Regions from separate parts of the Mus musculus genome. Here all the other regions are linked to region 1. Evidence: chromatin contacts called from public HiChIP or PLAC-seq and promoter capture Hi-C data. All regions are on one chromosome and are shown on one strand. The core of a region is the stretch at or near the end of the contact, and the rest is flanking DNA. Distances in the headings are between cores, read along the strand shown.

What was found. Promoter capture Hi-C pulls out the DNA fragments that hold promoters and counts their contacts. HiChIP or PLAC-seq counts read pairs in DNA pulled down with a chosen protein or histone mark.
Region 2: a contact with region 1 is called in an H3K27ac HiChIP or PLAC-seq map of embryonic stem cells, with 6 read pairs. The contact joins the enhancer-like site here to the promoter of Erap1 in region 1. A contact is called at or near these places in 1 of 39 promoter capture datasets (the C10 cell line), 2 of 15 datasets of contacts at CTCF or cohesin (large pre-B cells and pro-B cells), 8 of 484 Hi-C or Micro-C datasets (the G1E-ER4 cell line, cerebral cortex, cortical neurons and 3 more), 7 of 115 datasets of contacts at active chromatin or transcription factors (the NIH/3T3 cell line, cardiomyocytes, embryonic stem cells and 3 more) and 3 of 9 other capture datasets (adipose tissue, embryonic stem cells and liver).
Region 3: a contact with region 1 is called in a promoter capture Hi-C map of liver, with 4 times the contacts expected there. The contact joins the promoter of Clptm1l here to the promoter of Erap1 in region 1. A contact is called at or near these places in 3 of 39 promoter capture datasets (liver and pre-B cells).
Region 4: a promoter capture Hi-C map of liver shows a contact between it and region 1, with 2.1 times the contacts expected there. The contact joins the promoter of Tert here to the promoter of Erap1 in region 1. A contact is called at or near these places in 2 of 39 promoter capture datasets (both in liver).

The regions. Positions count from the first base shown.
Region 1 is chr13:74,638,283-74,641,278 of GRCm38.p6, forward strand. Erap1 (endoplasmic reticulum aminopeptidase 1) reads left to right here and starts at 1,571. Exons shown (of 19, transcript NM_030711.5): 1 at 1,571-1,611.
Region 2 is chr13:75,871,920-75,874,915 of GRCm38.p6, forward strand. It overlaps Rhobtb3 (Rho-related BTB domain containing 3), which reads right to left. Exons shown (of 12, transcript NM_028493.2): 12 at 1-542. The coding sequence ends at 427. Among named protein-coding and RNA genes, the nearest start is that of Gm24163, 32 kb to the right of the region's middle. Within about 2 kb of position 1,497, at least 28 of the 459 cell types and tissues checked have an H3K27ac peak or open chromatin away from gene starts, as enhancers often do. A contact at or near this core is called in embryonic stem cells, where this site is marked.
Region 3 is chr13:73,602,485-73,605,480 of GRCm38.p6, forward strand. It overlaps Clptm1l (CLPTM1-like), which reads left to right and starts at 1,518. Exons shown (of 17, transcript NM_146047.2): 1 at 1,518-1,915; 2 at 2,446-2,546. The coding sequence starts at 1,754.
Region 4 is chr13:73,625,368-73,628,363 of GRCm38.p6, forward strand. It overlaps Tert (telomerase reverse transcriptase), which reads left to right and starts at 1,544. Exons shown (of 16, transcript NM_009354.2): 1 at 1,544-1,881; 2 at 1,984-2,996. The coding sequence starts at 1,663. RefSeq lists a promoter at 1-1,633 and enhancers at 1,303-1,322, 1,463-1,483.

The sequences.
Region 1 (2,996 bases), core at 321-2,820:
TAGTTTAGTTGTTGGTAGGCCACAAGGACACAAAGATTTCAGGATGTAGTGGTTGGTATATACCACAGTACCAACTACTCTGAAGGCTGAAGTAGGTAGCCCATGAATTCAGTCCAGGCTGGACTATATATGATGCTTTATCTCTTGGGGTGGGAGAAAGGATATTATATTATCCACCTTAATCAGGCCTAGTTTATGTTGTGCATAAATGTGCTAGTTTGAATAAGTTTAGCCCTCATAGACTGATGTGTTTCTATGCTTGGCCCATAGGGAGTGGCACTATGAAGAGGTGTGGCCTTGTTAGAGGAAGTCCATCACTGTGGAGTTGGGCTTTGAGCTAACCAATGCTCAAGCTCTGAACAGTGTAGAATCTGAGTATTCTTCTGGCTACATTCGGATCAAATATAACGCTTGGTTCCTCCAGCACAAGTCTGCCTGCACCATTCCATACTTCTCACCATGCTGATAATGGACTAAACCTCTGAAACTGTAACCCAGCCCCCAATTAAATGTTTTCCTTTGTAAGAAAAAAAAATGTCCCTGGTGGTACATAGTTTTTGCAAAAACAAGCATTGAAAACAGTGTTGAGAAATAATGCTCAGAGGCTTGGATGCCAAGTTCTCAAAGGGCAGGACACTGAGAACTAGGCCTAAGCAAACTGGGGAACAGCCAGGATAATATTTGGACAGGAACTAGAATGTGTGTTTGATTACTTCTGTGTAAAACTGGCTTTAAATTTATTTATTTAAATGTAGGAGTGCTGCATGTTCACCTACCTGCCAGAAGAGGGCATCAGATTCCTTTCTAGATGGTCGTGAGCCACCCTATAGTTTCTTGGGAATTGAACAAATGAACTCTGAAAGAGCAGCGGGTTCTTAACCACTAAGCCATCTAACCTTGCCTGGCAGCGGTAGCACACGCCTTTGATCCCGGCTCTCCAGGCGGATCGGCAAGTACGAGGTCAGACTGATCTACAGCTAGGGCTGTTTCAAGACAGCTAGGGCTGCACAGAGAAATCCTGTGTTGAAAAACCAAAAATAAATAAATAAATAGCAATCCTCTGTAGTGTAGTGTCTTTTCCTTATTAGGGGTAGGGAAGTTCTGGGGGCCACCTCTAATCTCCCCCCCCCCCCCCCCAGCATATAAGGTACCTACACTGAACAGAAAATCCCCAGAGCACTCAGAATTTGACTTCCCAGGTTGAATCTTTTGGGGGTGGGGCAGGGCTCTCAGATGAAAACATCTGCATCCAATAGGTGTCCTTCCAAGTTGGCAGGCCAATGCCATTTTGAGCACTACCTTTGCACATTGCTGCATTTCTTCCGTTAGTGAAGTTAGCAAACAAAACAAATACACCACGAGATGTGGAGGAGAAAAAAGTCCACGTTTTGATGGGTGCGCCTCCCTGCCTGGTGCTCTGCCAGTCCTGGAGAATGCATTCCCTATCAGGGTCCCTAACTTTGAGTTCCCGAAGCCCTGGCTAGATCCCTTAGGCTTGCTCTCTTTTAGCGCCTTAGCAGGTTCACTTCACCCTCAGCCCCACGTGCCCTGCCGGTCCACCTTCACTTTCACTTTCGGTCCCGGGCGGCCAGACTGGCGGCTGTGATGAAGGTGAGGAGTCTCGGCCTGGCCCGGTGGAGGACTGGGCCCGCACGGTACAGGGCTGTGGGCAGCTGAGGGTGGGCTCTGGCTAACCGACCCCGGTGGAGGCCCGGGCTCAAGTGCGCAGGACGGGCGCGGAGGATCGGGAGCAGGAGTCTGAGCACGCCGAGGAGCGTGAAGCCCCGGCAGGGCGCTGCTGGCCGGCCCGGCCCGGAGAAAGCCGAGGCTGCCGGGCCGGCGTACTCGCTGGCTCGAGTGAGTCACTGGCAGGAGCTGACCACGAGCCGCCTAGCTGCTGGAGACTGGCCAGCGGTCCATCCCACTAAAGCCTAATGGCGACCAGGGAGGACTGGGCGGACCTAGGGAGCGGCCTGTGGAGAACACCTTGAGAGTATTCCCAGAGAAAGCGAAGAAGCGCTGGGGAGGGCACAGAGTGTCCGGAAGGCTCCCTCTCTTCCGCCTGTACTCCCTGCAAACCGGGCCCCACTCCCAACTCGGTCCCTCTCCCCCTCCCTCTCCCGCTCCCCTCTCCCTCCCCCTCCCGCTCCTGATCACTATCTGGATCCCGCCCCCCAAGGCTACATGAGGCCATTATAGAGAAAGCTTTATTTGAACTTGTTTGAGCAAAATGAGTGCCTTTTCTGTTATGTTGCTAGAATGGTTAATTTCCTAAGAGGAAGGGAAGGACCAAGAGAACACACTTTGTTTAAACTTTTATTGATGGTTCTTTGGGTAACCCGGGTTTGGAAAGACAAACTGTGTTTTCTTTAGAAAGCCAGAATTCCTGTCAGCTCCATATATGGTCAATAATTTAAAACCTTTTTAAAATTGGCCACAGTTGTCAAAGCTCCCACCTCCACCCCTTTCCTGCCATAGGTTTTTTTTTTTTTTTTTTTTTTTTTTTTTTTAGATTTATTTATTATATGTAAGTACACTGTAGCTGTCTTCAGACACACCAGAAGAGGGCATCAGATCTTGTTACGGATGGTTGTGAGCCACCATGTGGTTGCTGGGATTTGAACTCCGGACCTTCAGAAGAGCAGTCTGGTGCTCTTACCCACTGAGCCATCTCACCAGCCCCCTCCACCCCTTTCCTGATCAGATTTGGAAATGTACCTTGAATCAGCAGCTTTTTAAGGTGGCCCCAAGAGGAAAATTCTAGTATATTTACATAGTTTTAATTCTGCATTGAAATACTTTGTTAGAAGTGACGAGCCATTTTCAGTGCATGTTAACAGAAGTTGGATTATCCTGGGGGCTGTTTGAAAGCTTATGTGTTGCTGAGATTGTTTTACATTCAGTCCTAATACAAGTGGGAAATCATCCAAACAATTACCTTTAACTTCCCTGAGGACCATGAGGAGTCAGAATCTCCACATACAGCTTAAATAAGA
Region 2 (2,996 bases), core at 247-2,746, 1.2 Mb after region 1:
TTCCTATTTCTATGCTGCACTGGTTAGTGCTCTTCTGAATCCCATGGTTACATTTGGCTTTTAAATGCCCCTTATTTTAGCAGAGCAACCACTCAGACATGATGAAATTTTTATATTTATCCTAGATGCTTTTTTTTTTTAATTAAACACCTCTTAACTAGGAGAGATCTTGATGTTATTAAAGCAATAGGGCAACGTAAAGGAGAACCCAATGTCTAACAGTTTTATATTCTAGGTGAAACATAAATTTAGTCTGTAGTAGCTTTTGTTCCCTTTTAAGACCACCACAGTCTTTAAAAGATAACTAGTAAGAAGCTATATGGTGACTTTTAAAACATATTGATTTTAGTTATAAGAATTTTTCCTGGAATCCAGAAGTACCCATTCTTCATAATAAAAAAAAGTGTATGTATGCAAACGCTCAGGTCACATGACTAAACAGCGACATTTCCGGGAGTGGATATACTTCCTGTATTCTGCCAGCTGCTTCAAGTACATGTTTGATGGCCATCTGTGCTTTTCAACAAAACTTCGTTCTTCCACTAAAGTTTTAAGAGAAAAAAATTAATTGCATGTACTTTATTTCTTGACAAGATAAAATACCAACAATTAGAGGAGCTCAGACTCTTATATTCCAAGTCCTTCCCATAGCCTTCCATAATCACTTAATAGAATATCGGTAAAAGGCCATCAGGACTTATGCTATTACACAATTTATATTGACATATACTCGTCCACCAAGTAGCATTTGACTGTTATCCTTTTCTTTTTTAATAAAACTTCTGCTTTTACTCTAGATAACAAATTTACCTTTTCTTTGTGGATAACTCTACCATTCACACTCTATAAAGTCTCCCAGACTTTAGTTCCCATCCAGTCACAGCCACCAGTTAATCTACTCATTCTTGTTACTTCCTGTGCTCCAGAGTCTGGCGCACCATAACTTGGTGTTACTTTCTGTGTTCCAGTTAGCAACACTGTAACTTCCAGCTTGCTCCTCCAGCCTCCCCTTAGGCTGTACACTCTGCACCCACTTTAATAGGAACCAGGGTTTCAGCTAAGGCCCTCAGCTCAAGCTTAGCTCCATTAGAGTCGTCAAATCTGTGACTAGATTCGACTTCTCTAGCTTCCCATGTCCTGTAAAGGTCGCCTCCATTGACTGGAGCGACTTCTACCAAAGTCAACACTCGTGAATTCCACTGTTAAGGCCCTAAGCTTCGTCCTGCCTTCTGCACACCTGGCACTTTAAACATGTAAGGGTTTGGGGATCCCTCCCTTCCGTTTGCACTTGGATTTCATTTTGCTTAGTCAGTCTGATTTCTCCACCTGCTCTTTAACTTCGCCAGCATGTGGATTAGCAAGATCCTGATTACAGGATCTAAATGACAGTAAACAAGCTGCTTACTCAGGGAAATCAGTTGTCTTGGTTTCCTGAGGAGGCAAAAAAGATTGAGGTAGCCTTTTAAAGAAAGAACTCCAAACTGGGTGTGGTGGTGCACGCCTTTAATCCCAGCACTTTCAGGAAGAGGCAGATGGATCTAGGCCAGCCTGGTCTACACAGTGAATTCCAAAACAGCCAGGACTACAGAATAAGACCCTGCCTCAAACCAACAAACAAAAAACAACAAAGGAAGGAAGGAAGGAAAGAAAGAAGGACGGAAGGGAGGGAGGGAGTCTGAACTCCAGAAAAAGTGATAGCAGAAAAAAAGTTACTTCTGGTGGCAGTAAAAACAGGCACTAAACAGTCACTCTGTACAACATAACCAAACACTTAGCTAAATTAAACCAACTGTGAGCAAAAGAAATCCACCAACAGCAAGAATCAGCTTTTCCTGTGTGTTGCTGTATGTCTTCTTAAAACTCTAGTGTATGCAAATCAAAGTGGGGGATGAGCTACTTAGCCGGGTTGGAAGGCTTGCCATGGCAGGAGATCCTTTTCCATCCTAGCTTCCTGATTTCTTAACAACTTTACACACAAAAAATTCTCACCAGAAATTTGGGAGACAGAGGCAGGAAGGTAAGGAATTCAAAACCAGCCCTGGCTATACAGACAAGTGTGAGGCAGCCCAAGAAACACACACCCTGTTCCTAAGAAGAGAAAACTAGAAATGAAAACGAGTGCTGTGAAGAGAAGCAATTAGTAGGTTTCCAGTAATAACTGGGGTGCTTCTAAAGCTGAAAACGAACAGTCCCACCCATGAGGGCACGGCAGGAACTTCCAAATCCCAAGCAGATGGCCAGTGCACCAGGTGGAAGGCCGCCGAGAGGAGGATGCCCTTTGTGGGCAGCCACTGCCTGGCAACCAGGAAGGTAGACCCAGACTTTCCTCTGGAGATTTTAAATGGTAGTGCTACATAAAAAAGTTGTCTAAATGGTGACTTCTCTGATGCCATAGTTCATAATTACAGAATTAGCATATTTCATAATTCTGTTATCCAGAGGACCATTTCCTCTGCTAAGAAGAATCATACCATAGGTACTAAAGATGTGACCTTTCAGATTTCTTTCAGTTCCCACCCAAGTAAGGTACTGACCCCTGCCACAGCATCCAGGTCTTCCACAGCTCCTGAGAGGATGTCCTGCACCTCTGATTTGCACATTTTATAGGCAATTCCATAAGCAATAGCTATTGACACAAATAACAGAAATGATGTATGTACTGTCTTTCTCCGGAGGCTGTAATTACACCTCATGGAGATCTAAGAGTGGTTAGAAAATAATTTCATTCTTTTACAATGGAAGTGGCCTAATGTGTCACAGTTGTAGTAGCTATAGAGCCAGAATGAAGTTGTTAATGTCTTAAGAGAACAGCCTTGTTCTCGTCAGTGCACTGCTTGTACGGGTTGCAAGCAGAGCACACCTTATCTTTATGATAAGCCCAGTCTTTTTTTTTTTTTTCCTTGCAAAATGCAGAGTGAATGTTATCTGACCTTTGCTTTGCTTTGATTATATTACACTACTATCTTAGCAACTGAGTGCTTGAGCTAGAGGACAGG
Region 3 (2,996 bases), core at 268-2,767, 1.0 Mb before region 1:
CTGAAACCTTCTATTTAAAAGCACCATTTTTAGAAAATGCCCAATCACACTTCTGATTACACGTGTGAGAAACATGAGAATGCCGTTTTGAGAACAATGAGCTCCAAAACTTAAGTTTCTGAGGCCACCATAGAGTAAGGAGCTGGTCACTAATGAAAAGCACCAACAGCCAACAAGCTTCTGAAAACAGGAAATATCATTTTTTGCTTGATCTCTGCAGGCCATCGTCCTGGGCTGTCACAGCACTGGCCACTTCACTCTAGAAACTGTGTATACCCTAAACCAAGAAATATTTAAGAAGATTAAAATGAAGGCCAGAAGAACCTGATACTCTGTTATTCTTGCAGAGAGGAGCCTAGCATAACTGTCCTCTTAAGAGGCTCTACCCAGCAGCTGACTGAAACAGATACAGAGACCCACAGCTAAACATTAGACAGAGCTTGGGGAGTCTTATAGAAAAGTTGGAGCAAGAATTGAGATCTGGGGGGGACAGGAGTCCACAAGACCAACAGAGTCAACTAACCTGGGCCCTTGGGGGTCTCCCAAAGACTAAACCACCAACCAAAGAGCATACATGGACTGGACCTACACCCCACCCCAACACATATATAGCAGATGTGCAGCTTGGTCTTCATTCAAGTTCCCCAACAAATGGACCCGGGTCTGTCCCAGTGTTGCCTACCTGTGGATCCCGTTCCCCTAACTAGGCTGCCTTGTCTGGCCTCAGTGGGAGAGAATGTGGCCAGTCCTGCAGTGACTTGATGTGCCAGGGGTGGGTTGGTACCCAGTGGAGCCTCCCCTTCTCAGAGAAGGGGAGAGGGAGTAGGGAAGAGAGTAGGGGCTGGCATCAGGACGTAAAGTGAACAATTAATGGACTCCGATGGTTTATCTGAGTGGCCTACCCCCTTCTGAGATGAGAAGGGGAGAGGGGACAGGGGAGAGGATAAGAGGAGAGTAGGGGCTGACATCGGGATGTAAAGTGAATAAATAAATTTAAGAACCCAGATGGTTTTATCTGAATGAGTAATGGGAAGTCCGGGAAAAAGATCTTCTTGAGATATAACCTACCTTTGCATGTTAGCCAGGATTAAGATTTATATTACCGCAAAGGAACTTATTCTTCTGACAAAAGGGGCAAGTGACCTGTAAAAACTCTTTTTGACCTTTTCTGGCCATCTTGAACTGCATGTTATCAACACAGTAACCTCACACCCGAGAAATCGGTATTTGAGTTTCCTGAGTCTCCTCCGTGTTTTCTTAACTTTTGGACGCTCCCCTAGACTTTGAAGAGCCAGGATCAGGGTCGTCCCCGCCATCATCCTGGGGCGCCGCCGTAAGGCTGCACAGGGCCTTAAGAAGAGCAACGCAAAGAAAAAATTTCCAAGAACCGGGTGCCGCCAAGGTTGGTGGCGGACCTGGGCTCCCACAGGCATGCCGGGAGTACGGCGCAAGAGGCTGACGTCACGCGCGCGCGCCGGTCGTGCGGTCGTCGTGAGGTTGCGAGTGCGTGGCGGAGCGTCTGGCTCCCAGAGGGCCGTGCGCGTCCACTTCCGCCAGCTGCTCGGTTCCCGGAAGCGGTGGCCGGCAAATCCGGCCAATCCCCCAGCGCCGGGTGTGGGTTATCGGGAGCATGCGGGGCGGCCGGCGGCCCGCGCGAGGCGCGTTGGTTTCCCCGCGGCGGTGGCGGTGGCGCGCAGCGGCTCTCCCGTGAGCGGCGGGCGGCGGCGGCGCTCGGCCCGCAGGTTGCGGCGCCATGTGGAGCGGCCGCAGCTCTTTTACCAGCTTGGTGGTGGGCGTGTTCCTGGTGTACGTGGTGCATACCTGCTGGGTCATGTACGGTATCGTCTATACCCGTCCGTGCTCGGGTGACTCCAACTGCATCCAGCCCTATCTGGCCCTGCGGCCCAAACTGCAGGTGAGCGTCCGGGAGCCCTAAGAAGGCGCCTCCCGGCCGGGTGCTACCACCCACCCCCTACTGGCACTGGTCAGAGGGTTTCGGGCTACCAGTTTTGCCCCTTATCACTGATGTCACTGTCCAATGTTCTGGTTAGGTGGCAGTGAGAGCTGGAGTTGAGACTTCTCTGTTCTCTGCTGCTCTCTTGTTACCCCTTGGTGCTCTGCCCTACCCCGATTATAACTGAGATCCAGTTGCCCTACACGTGTTTCCTAACGGGACCCCAGTGGAAGTTAACAGGAGATCTCCAGCCATATGGGAGTCAGGCTGCTAGCTCTGCCCTCTTATCACCTGTGTCACTTCCTGCTTCTAGTGGGAATTCCGGACAGGTCAGCTCTACAGTTAGGTTCCTTGTTCACAGCAGTGTCACACAGGCCATCTTGCCCAAGCTCACCCTCTGAGAGGTAGCCCTCAGATTGCTACCCTCTCACAATAGTTACATGTTTTCTATCAGGACCTTTTGGCTATTCATTCTTGCTCACTCTTTCCAGCTGAGTGTTTACACCACCACACGGTCCAGCCTTGGTGCAGAGAACAATGTGGACCTGATCTTGAACGTGGAAGACTTTGATGTGGATTCCAAATTTGAAAGGTGTGGATGTGGGACAGATTGCCAGAGATGGGTTCCAGGATGTCATGGATAGCATTGTATGTAGAGTGAGGACATCCTATAGAAGCACTCCTGTCTAGGGTCTGTGTAAACAGTCAAGCTGAAAGTAACAGGTGTTTGTCACTTAGCAAGTAGCTTTTACTGCAATCTAAGGGCAGCGTGGTTTACTACAGCCCATGTAGTCTCCCAAGGAATGATACATTGGCCTACCTAGTAAGAGTAGTTAGTTCACTTGTTACTTACAAGTAAGTGACCTTTGGCATTAGAATATAAATCTCAATGCTCAGCTATATACAGTAACTTTTGGGAATTAACATGGCTTAGCATTTGACATATGATTTTAACGTGCAAAAGTTCAAATAAAATTTGTAAAATTGCTCATCCAATCAAGATCCTGTACTGCCCAACAGGTATCAAGCTCACTAGCCAACC
Region 4 (2,996 bases), core at 294-2,793, 1.0 Mb before region 1:
CTGGTAGACAACTTCCACTCGTTTTCCACTTCAGTTTCTTCTACTCTGTTGTTATTTGATTCTGATGCTTGAACCCAGGGTTGTGTAGTCAGCAAGTGCTACCCCCTCCCTCCTCTTCTTTGTTTTTTTGAGGCAGGGTCTCATTTTGCCCAAGTGGACCTAAATTTCAGCATGTAGCTGGCCTGGTTTTGAATGCCTTCTCATCCTGCCTCTACTTCCCAAGAGTAGCTTACAAGTGTGCACCACCATGCCCCGCGATATTCTTATTTTTGAGACTGTTTTCTATGCTGGTTTCTTTGGGGAACTACACTAAGGTAGCTTACAAGTGTGCACCACCATGCCCCGCGATATTCTTATTTTTGAGACTGTTTTCTATGCTGGTTTCTTTGGGGAACTACACTAAGGTAGCTTCATTGTTGGCATAAATTTCTCAGTTCAGGCCCATATCTCCTAAGTAGCAGAACTAAGCAAATCTCAAACAAACCCCTCAAAAAGACTGATGTCCACTAAACGGACTTCTAAAATAGCTCCTGTAATCCTGAGCATTTACAAGGCGGCAGACCTCCTATAAGGGAGTAAATATGAAAACGCGCCTGTTCAAATGCTAGGTCGGTGGATAGAAGCAATTTCCTCAGAAAGCTGAAGGCACCAAAGGTTATATTTGTTAGCATTTCAGTGTTTGCCAAACTCAGCTACAGTAGAGATCACAGATTCCCTATTTCCCAGAGATTCAAAATTCAGCAGCCCCTCTCTAACTATGGCTCAGAGTCGTGTCATTACATATGCCCCAACAACAACCCCCACCCCTATCCTACCCCCGCCTCACACGTGCAAGTACTATCACAGTTGCCAACCTAGCAGAGCTGCCATCCTAAGGTCGAGGTCGCCGCTTTGGCTGTGTGCACAGGCAAGCGCCCTCACCCAATGGCCCTGGCCTTGCTATGGGTGCGTGAGTTGAGATGATGCTCTGGACTCTGAGGTGAAGGCCACTGGAACAGTGAAAAAAGCTAACGCAGGGCTTTTACCTAGTCCCCTTCCTTTGGTGGTGGGTGTTTACGGAACATATTTGGGATCTGAGTGTATGGTCGCACCACAATAAAGCCTTAACCTATATAGTAGAATTTCAGCTGTAATCATTAAGAACTGAGATTGCCACCACCCACCTCACTGTCTGTGTCAACCACAGCAGGCTGGAGCAGTCAGCTCAGGAACAGGCAAAACCTTAGGTCCCTCCGCCTACCTAACCTTCAATACATCAAGGATAGGCTTCTTTGCTTGCCCAAACCTCGCCCCAGTCTAGACCACCTGGGGATTCCCAGCTCAGGGCGAAAAGGAAGCCCGAGAAGCATTCTGTAGAGGGAAATCCTGCATGAGTGCGCCCCCTTTCGTTACTCCAACACATCCAGCAACCACTGAACTTGGCCGGGGAACACACCTGGTCCTCATGCACCAGCATTGTGACCATCAACGGAAAAGTACTATTGCTGCGACCCCGCCCCTTCCGCTACAACGCTTGGTCCGCCTGAATCCCGCCCCTTCCTCCGTTCCCAGCCTCATCTTTTTCGTCGTGGACTCTCAGTGGCCTGGGTCCTGGCTGTTTTCTAAGCACACCCTTGCATCTTGGTTCCCGCACGTGGGAGGCCCATCCCGGCCTTGAGCACAATGACCCGCGCTCCTCGTTGCCCCGCGGTGCGCTCTCTGCTGCGCAGCCGATACCGGGAGGTGTGGCCGCTGGCAACCTTTGTGCGGCGCCTGGGGCCCGAGGGCAGGCGGCTTGTGCAACCCGGGGACCCGAAGATCTACCGCACTTTGGTTGCCCAATGCCTAGTGTGCATGCACTGGGGCTCACAGCCTCCACCTGCCGACCTTTCCTTCCACCAGGTGGGCCTCCAGGCGGGATCCCCATGGGTCAGGGGCGGAAAGCCGGGAGGACGTGGGATAGTGCGTCTAGCTCATGTGTCAAGACCCTCTTCTCCTTACCAGGTGTCATCCCTGAAAGAGCTGGTGGCCAGGGTTGTGCAGAGACTCTGCGAGCGCAACGAGAGAAACGTGCTGGCTTTTGGCTTTGAGCTGCTTAACGAGGCCAGAGGCGGGCCTCCCATGGCCTTCACTAGTAGCGTGCGTAGCTACTTGCCCAACACTGTTATTGAGACCCTGCGTGTCAGTGGTGCATGGATGCTACTGTTGAGCCGAGTGGGCGACGACCTGCTGGTCTACCTGCTGGCACACTGTGCTCTTTATCTTCTGGTGCCCCCCAGCTGTGCCTACCAGGTGTGTGGGTCTCCCCTGTACCAAATTTGTGCCACCACGGATATCTGGCCCTCTGTGTCCGCTAGTTACAGGCCCACCCGACCCGTGGGCAGGAATTTCACTAACCTTAGGTTCTTACAACAGATCAAGAGCAGTAGTCGCCAGGAAGCACCGAAACCCCTGGCCTTGCCATCTCGAGGTACAAAGAGGCATCTGAGTCTCACCAGTACAAGTGTGCCTTCAGCTAAGAAGGCCAGATGCTATCCTGTCCCGAGAGTGGAGGAGGGACCCCACAGGCAGGTGCTACCAACCCCATCAGGCAAATCATGGGTGCCAAGTCCTGCTCGGTCCCCCGAGGTGCCTACTGCAGAGAAAGATTTGTCTTCTAAAGGAAAGGTGTCTGACCTGAGTCTCTCTGGGTCGGTGTGCTGTAAACACAAGCCCAGCTCCACATCTCTGCTGTCACCACCCCGCCAAAATGCCTTTCAGCTCAGGCCATTTATTGAGACCAGACATTTCCTTTACTCCAGGGGAGATGGCCAAGAGCGTCTAAACCCCTCATTCCTACTCAGCAACCTCCAGCCTAACTTGACTGGGGCCAGGAGACTGGTGGAGATCATCTTTCTGGGCTCAAGGCCTAGGACATCAGGACCACTCTGCAGGACACACCGTCTATCGCGTCGATACTGGCAGATGCGGCCCCTGTTCCAACAGCTGCTGGTGAACCATGCAGAGTGCCAATATGT